2 separate regions of the Triticum aestivum genome follow, and region 1 is linked to region 2. A link is a contact called in public Hi-C data. All regions are on one chromosome and are shown on one strand. The core of a region is the stretch at or near the end of the contact, and the rest is flanking DNA. Distances in the headings are between cores, read along the strand shown. Region 1 holds the start of LOC123080147 (5' exonuclease Apollo). Region 2 holds the start of LOC123080144 (S-norcoclaurine synthase 1).

Evidence for each region. A called contact is a pair of places that touch in the nucleus more often than the background predicts.
Region 1: a Hi-C map of leaf shows a contact between it and region 2, with 4 times the contacts expected there. The contact joins the promoter of LOC123080147 here to the promoter of LOC123080144 in region 2. A contact is called at or near these places in 2 of 5 Hi-C or Micro-C datasets (both in leaf).

What each region holds. Positions count from the first base shown.
Region 1 is chr3D:517,931,119-517,934,614 of IWGSC CS RefSeq v2.1, forward strand. LOC123080147 (5' exonuclease Apollo) reads right to left here and starts at 1,257. Exons shown (of 5, transcript XM_044503034.1): 1 at 987-1,257; 2 at 791-896. The coding sequence starts at 1,184. LOC123080148 (bidirectional sugar transporter SWEET1a) reads right to left here. Exons shown (of 6, transcript XM_044503035.1): 6 at 2,828-3,325. The coding sequence ends at 3,086.
Region 2 is chr3D:517,656,531-517,660,219 of IWGSC CS RefSeq v2.1, forward strand. It overlaps LOC123080144 (S-norcoclaurine synthase 1), which reads right to left and starts at 1,460. Exons shown (of 2, transcript XM_044503032.1): 1 at 715-1,460; 2 at 1-641. The coding sequence starts at 1,253. The coding sequence ends at 71.

The sequences.
Region 1 (3,496 bases), core at 7-2,506, 270 kb after region 2:
GTCTCACAGGGGGCGGTTAGCTGTAGGGTAGCTGCTCACATTTTGTTGATTTGGACATATCATAATGCAGCTTGCTTTCGTAACGTGTTTCCTTATGACCCAACTAGTCTTGTAGCGAAAACGGCTCATTGGTTGAACTTTTACTCTGGATTACATAAAGGCATAAAGCAGGTGTGCGCTCAATGCAGTGCTGAGGGGCAAGCTTATTTCTGCAACTGGTGTTTGAGTTCTTCAATCGGAGGCGGGGGTCAGCGCTGATGGTTGAGGATTGCCGTAACTGAGTGTTTCTGGTGAGCGTAGCTGGGAATCATCGGCCGTGGTCCATGGAGACACTTTGAGGCAAACGCTTTGCATCTGTATCTCGTTTTTGTGGTGCTCTTTTGGTCCGGCTATTATGCTACTGTTGTGCTTCTAAAAACGTTGAGAGCCTGCTTAGATCTCCCAGTAGCTGCCAAGGGTGATGCTACACCGGGAGGGGCTAGCTTGATGATGTGGTGTTTCATTTTGCATTTGAGAACTTGGGAGCTGACTATTTATCAGTTTCAGAAATGAAAGCAGTACTGATTTATGCACTAGCAAGTTGAATCTTAGGTACGATGCATTTCAGAACTTGGGAGCTGGCTGTTTATCAGTTTCAGAAATGAAAGCAGGATTGATTTATGCACCAGCAAGTTCAATCTTATGTACGGCGCATTTGTAGTAGTAGGATTGATTTATCCACTAGCAAGCTCAATCTTACAGAGTGCTGTAACACGATGAGCAGACCAAACAAGGATAAAACAACAATTACCAGGGCAGTGGTTGGCATCGTACGCGGTGACGGAGAAGGCGCCGGCGGGGTCATCCACCTTGAACGTCCTCCCCACCTCGACCTCCACGAACTCCCCCTGGTCCAGCTGCAACACGGCCGCACCGCGCGAGAAATCTCAATCCACCGCAGCAAATTCAAAATCTACCGCGTCTCTCTGGGAGACAGGCTAAGGTACCTGGGGAAAGTGGCGGAGGGCGAGGGACAGGGTGAGGCGGGTGGCGTAGAGGGCGCCTCCTCCGGGGTCGGCCCCGGCGCCGGCGCCGACGAGGTGGTCCCGGTGCGCGTGGGTGAGGAAGCGGTGGCGCCGGCGGCGGGAGGAGGGGCCCCACGTGTCCACGGCGAAGGGGAGCCCCCGCGGCATCTCTATCGGCATCCTCCCCGGAACTTTGTGAAATTGCGGGCGGGCCCTCCTCCGCTTCCTCGGAAGCGCGCCGCTTCGTCGGGAGTTGGTTGGGTCGGTTTTATATTCCTCGAGTGGGAAGAGTGTTCTCCTTCCGCTGGAAGGAAGAGAAATGGGTTCGTGGATTCGGGTTCTCACTTCAGTTTAGTGGCCGGACCGAGGCCCAGGACCCGCTAACTTGCCGCCTTTGCTAAGTTCGTAAGTTGGCTGGCACTGACAGGTGGGCCCACATGCCAGTGCTCTGTCTTTTGCCCGCCAGGGCTTGGGCCTTCCCATTCTGCTTCCTCTGGGCCTAACAACTAACTATTGCAATTTCAAAGTTCAAAAAAAAAAAAAACTCGGTCCAGTGGAATGGATGTAATTGTATGGATGCGGCTATTCTGCACCCGGGCTCAGATGAGGCCGGATGTGAACAGTAAAAGCGTTTGAAATAGTAAAAAATGTAAATAATTTTGTGATGCAAGATGCTTATGTGCGTGTTGTCCGTGTAAAATTTGGTGAAGTCTGGACATTCGAGGAGCTCGTGATGAAAAAGATAGATTTTGGGTGTCTGAGAAACTTTTGAAAACAACACTATTCACATATGATTTTGACTTTTTTGTCAGGACCTCCTCGAATGTTCAAACACCCCGAAATTTTGCAGCTCCTCCAATGTCCAAACACCTGAATTTTTGCATGAACATCACGCCTTTGAGCATTTTGCACCACCCAAAAAAAATCATTTTTTTTATTTTATCGGGTGTAGATGAGCCCGGGCAAACAAGTTGAATTTTCGTCTTAAAGCATCTTCTGAGATTCTGAAATTATGGGATGAAAGTACAAGCGTCCTGTACTGCGCACAAAACACAAGAGGGGCATTCACGCGCGCCCCTCCTCTGCCGCACGCCACGCCTCGTCGTCACGACGCGCCGCGGGTTGCTGAAACGTTTTGCTGTAGTATCCTCTTGCCACCGTTCCGAACCACTGAGCTTATGTCGGGACAGTAGGCCTCCGAAATCTCACCTCTTTGAGTCATGTACGGGAGAAGGGTGATAAGGTGATAAGGTTTTTGGGAGCGCTCTGCGTGACTACTGACCAGATCATCACGGACGCTCAAGACACCACGACGACTTCTTCCCCGGCGTCGACAACCTCTTCAACAACATGGCTGGCGAGGATGTCGACCCAAGACCAATGCTTCTGCTGCTGTTTCGTACGTTCTTATGCTCTTTCTGTTTGAGGTTATGTTTGCTCTAGATGTGTTTGGTTCTAATTCATATATGCAGATGCTATTACCTTCTCTCTGTCAGATTGCATAACTTGTTTTATCTCTGCTATATTAGTCATACTTTATCTAGTATTTCTGTTAATAAAATTATTCGGTAAATTGCTCATATTTCCAACAAAATGTACGTACGTATAAAGTCATCAAGAATCAAATCAAGAAGGCAGATACCGACAATCAAAATGACAGCGTTGGACGGCAAGACACATTCAAACAGCACGGTCCGAACGGATGCGAGTGGTTTAAGAGTCCGCGTTGGAGATGCTGGTTTATTTATGAGAGGAAAGCAAAAGTTTCTTGGGTTTGTTTCCAGGGGGCAAAAACCAACTTTGATCTTTGGAGGAGTACAACACACAGAAACAGAGCAGAGGTAATTCACACTTGCAGTTACAATTTGAGATTTTCGGAGTACTGTCTCATAGCTCTCCCGTAGGCTGGCCTTTGGGGAGAGAGCACCAGCTTTCTGGCAAATGTACGTACGTACCATGTCAAGAAACAAATCAACAAGGCAGACACCGACGATCTGCTTAGCATAACAGCTCTACCAACTAATTAAGCAGCGGCCTTATGCTGCTGTCACCTCATGCACACTCTCTCTGTGCAGCGGCGGCTACACCTGGGCGGCGACCTTGTCGACGACGGCGGTGTCGTCATTGACCTTGATCTTTGCCTCGCCCATCTCCACCGCCGCGGCCGCCTTCTTGGCGTCCTCCACCTCGTCGGCCTCGTCGCCGGCGTCCTCCCCCTTGCCGGCCGGCACGGCGCCGGCAGCGGGGCCCTTGTTCTTCCGGTAGATGGCGTAGAGGATGAGCTGCATCAGGCCCAGGAAGCTCCCGCACCCGTTGGGGATCTGCATGCATGCGCGCGCGTAAAAATACGTGTCAGCTTCTTTTTTTTACTTTTGAACTACATGTTGTACTCCAGCAATGCGCCGCATGTCTCGCTGGAGCATTCAATGGCTACAGCTAGCAGTGCAGCGCACACCGTACCGGCCGTGCAGTGCATGGGTTTGCTAGTACCC
Region 2 (3,689 bases), core at 210-2,709:
TTAAGACATTAACAGACTTTAGTGGACACCAGTCACACCACAACGATGACCATGTATTGCTATCAAAGTATCAATCGATCTTCATGGCGTCCATGATGTTCTTGCCGTCGAGCTTGCTGGAGACCACGAGCTTCACATATTCCTGGACGCTGACACTCCTGTACCGCGGCTCCCCGTCTCCGACGACCTCCTCCAGCGGCCCGTACATGGTGCCGAACCTCCCACTGTGGAACGTCGCGATGGACATCCGCTCATGGCGTGCGTTAACCACCGCCCTGTGCTCGACGCTCCTGTACTTCCCGTTGGTGAACACCTCAATCACGTCGCCGACGTTGACGACGAGGGCGCCGGGGAGCGGCGTGACCGGGACCCAGCCGCCTTTCCTCCTGATCTGCAGCCCGGGGACCTTGCTGACCTGCAGCAGCAGCGTCAGCCCGACGGCGTCCGAGTGCGGCGACAGGCCCAACACGCTGTCCACATGCGCCTCCGGGCAAGGCGGGTAGTAGTTCATCCTCACTGACTGCGACGCGGCGAGCCTCGTCATGTCCGAGTGGTCTCTCACGCCCAGGTTCTCCGCCATGGCTCCCAGCAGCTCACCTGCCACCCTTTGCACCTCCGTAGAGTAGTTCTCCAAGCAAGTCCTGCCACAGCAAACAAATCAACGGGAGCTTGACGATGATATGATTTTCTTCTGTCAGTTGATTATCCACTTACTTGAATGTGGAAGGGTTGGACGGCCAGAGGCGGAGATCGCGGTAGGTGGGCGGCTGCGTGAGGAGGAAGAACATGTCCGCCCAGTCGAGCGTCTGCTCCTCCGAGACGACGAATGCCTGGCCGTACCCCTCGATCTCTCCGGGCTGCTGCGCAAAGGCCGTCTTCTCGGCCAGCGGGAGCGCGAAGAATCCCATGACGTTCTTCTTCATCTCCTCCACGGTCTCCTCGGGTATCCCGTGGTTCACCACCTGAAAGAACCCCCAGTCCTCGCAGGCCGAGCGCAGCCTGGCGGCCTCCTCGTCCCGCCCGCCGGCGAGGCCATCCGGATTGAGGAGCCGGCCGAGGTCGATGATGGGGACGTGCTCCTGTTCTTCGCCGGCAGGGGCGTCGGGGCGCAGGTCGGCCGTGTTGGGCTGAGGCCGCACATAGCGGCGGAGGAGGGTGGGCGTGACCGCGAGCTCGTCGGGCCGGCCGGCGAGGTCCTGCACGTTGGGCACGGGCAGCGAGCCGCCGAGGTTCCGCGGCTTGGTCTCCTCCATCGGATCAGGTAGATAGACTATTGTGCTTGCTCGCTGCTCACCTCGTCAGTGATCGATTTATCTTGCAGTTGCAGGTGAAAGGCGGCCGGCACGTTTGTCCTGTCCGGAGTCATGTGCTCGTGGCGTTCGCCACGTTGAGGAAGGAGACGAGATCGACCAACAAAACTGCTAGCTGGAGTAGATTGCAATAGCTAATTGAGCTGTTGTGCAAATGCCAATAGAAAAGGTCTGAGATGCCGACGCGGTAGCTACTACCACTTTTGTTTGCTTGTAAAGAGGAGAAGAAGGGAATCACATCACGCCCTCCTGTGTGCTAGCTTTTTTATTTTTTATTTTGAGGGGTTCCTGTGTGCTAGCTAGATTGATATCTAGAAGGAACCTAGTGCAGTGCAGGGCAGGTCCTGAGGTCAGAAGGGGGTGCTATGTACTGGGTGTGGCTCCAAGGGCCTTTGGTCAAAGCAACTCTAGGAGATCCAGCAAAATGTTGACCCACAAAACGCGTTTGCAGTTCGCGCAAAATCGTTTTTGCGGGCTGGCGAGGACTAGCACAGATGCAGACCCCAAACGGACCCATATAAAAGTATATTTGCGGAATATGCTTTTTTACGGGTCGAATATGCGGGTTTTGCTCGGGCAACAGCGCAACGACCCGCAAACAAAAAAACTGCAAATCTGAAATTTGTCATAGGGTTTCACAAACAAGTTCAAATTCAAATGACATAAACAGTTTGCGCGCGAATAAAAACGAAGTTCATTACGCAAAAGAGGGCATGCAAAGGTATGCACCCATGTCCGGCATCATCTTGGGGGTCGATCTTCACTCGGCGTCATGGAGTCCATCTTGAAGTTCATCGGCGCCACCGTAGCCACCTCCGTCGCTTGTTCCAACTCCCGCACCGAAATCATCCACATTGCCACCGTATGGAGCAGAGAAAACATCACCGGAACTGGCAGACGGACCGGCCGAGGCGACCATTCTCCTCTTCAAGATCTCTCTCCTTGCCATATCATGCCATGTTTTGGTAACGTCGTCCATGTCATTGTGGCTCATTGACATGATCTTGTTCTCTTCGGCGAGCAACAATGACAGCGATTTGTTTTCAGAGCAACAATGACAGCTTGATCTTCCAAGATGGTGTAGTTCTTCGATCTTTGGCTTTTCCCAGCTTTTGCTTGTGAATTCTCAAACGCTTCCGCTTCGATCTCCGCCAAGTCGTCCGCACAACCATGATCGTCCACGCCGCACTCTGTTTCATTGTAAACGAAAGGTTCGAAGGGGGCTTGATCAATGTCAACCGCGTTTGTGTCCAACAAGTTCACGAACTCGGTTGTTGCATTGTTCGAATCACCGCTATACCGAACGATAACAAGTCATGAGCTATCGAAAAACAATGGCGAAAATGAAAGAGAATCACCAAAGTCCGAAGAGATATACCTTCCGGCCATTTCGTCGAACACCTCGCTCGCGGGGGGAGCAGCACCGTTGGACGGCATCGCCGGAGCACCTCCTTGCGGGGGGATGGAGTGAGAGGTTGAAGAAGATTTGTTCCTTAAAGTCGGAACCTTCCTCCGCTTTGCGCCCGCGGCCTTGCCGGCCTTCTCCGCCGCCGGCCGGGATCGCACGGCAGCATTGCCGCCCGGAGCGCGGGCCATCGCGGCGGGGGCAGCCGGATTCCCGCCCTGCACAAGCACGTTGCCCTGCCGCTTGCGGGCAGGCGTGGCGTGTGCTTGGGCGACGCCGGCGGGGCCTAGATGGCCGGCGACAAGATCCGCCCGAGGGGAAGGGGCGTGCGCGACCTCGACGGCGACGGGGGGCAGCATGGGGTCGTCCATGGTGGCGAGGGACGGCCGGGGAGGAGCAGCCGGAGCTTTCGGAGAGGGGGCAATGGTGACGGAGGGTGCGGGAAGCGGAAAAGGGGGCGCGAAAATGTCCCTCCCGCCAAATCTCGCGCCGGATGGGGGTTGAGCTCGGGTCGGCCTCCCAGCCCGTGAAGATAGAGGTTGGGAGAGAAGATTTGCCGGGCCCCGCAAAACTTTTTGCGGGCCGGGGCGTTTTGCGGGGTCTGCTCGTGCAGATTTTTCGGCCCCGATCCGCAATTTGGCGGTTATTTTGCGGGTCGGGGCGTTTTGCGGGGTCTGCTAGATTTGCTCTCATCGCCTCCCATGACCCCGTGTACGAGTACGACACTGTCAAAAAGAATGTAACCTCGTGTACGTGTATCTCTAGCTAGCTTACGCATCTACACCGTCAGCTTATTGTGGAGGAAATCGATCAGGCAAGATCTGTCAGCTTGATGTGAGCCTGCGTCTCGGCGTGATTTCTCATGGTCGTCCTCGACGAGTTGGCTCGACGAAAGTAAAGCCGACCCCGAGGCAAACAATGGCCGAAATATTTTGGTATTGCTGGTACCATTTGTCAAGAACAACCAGCAAGAA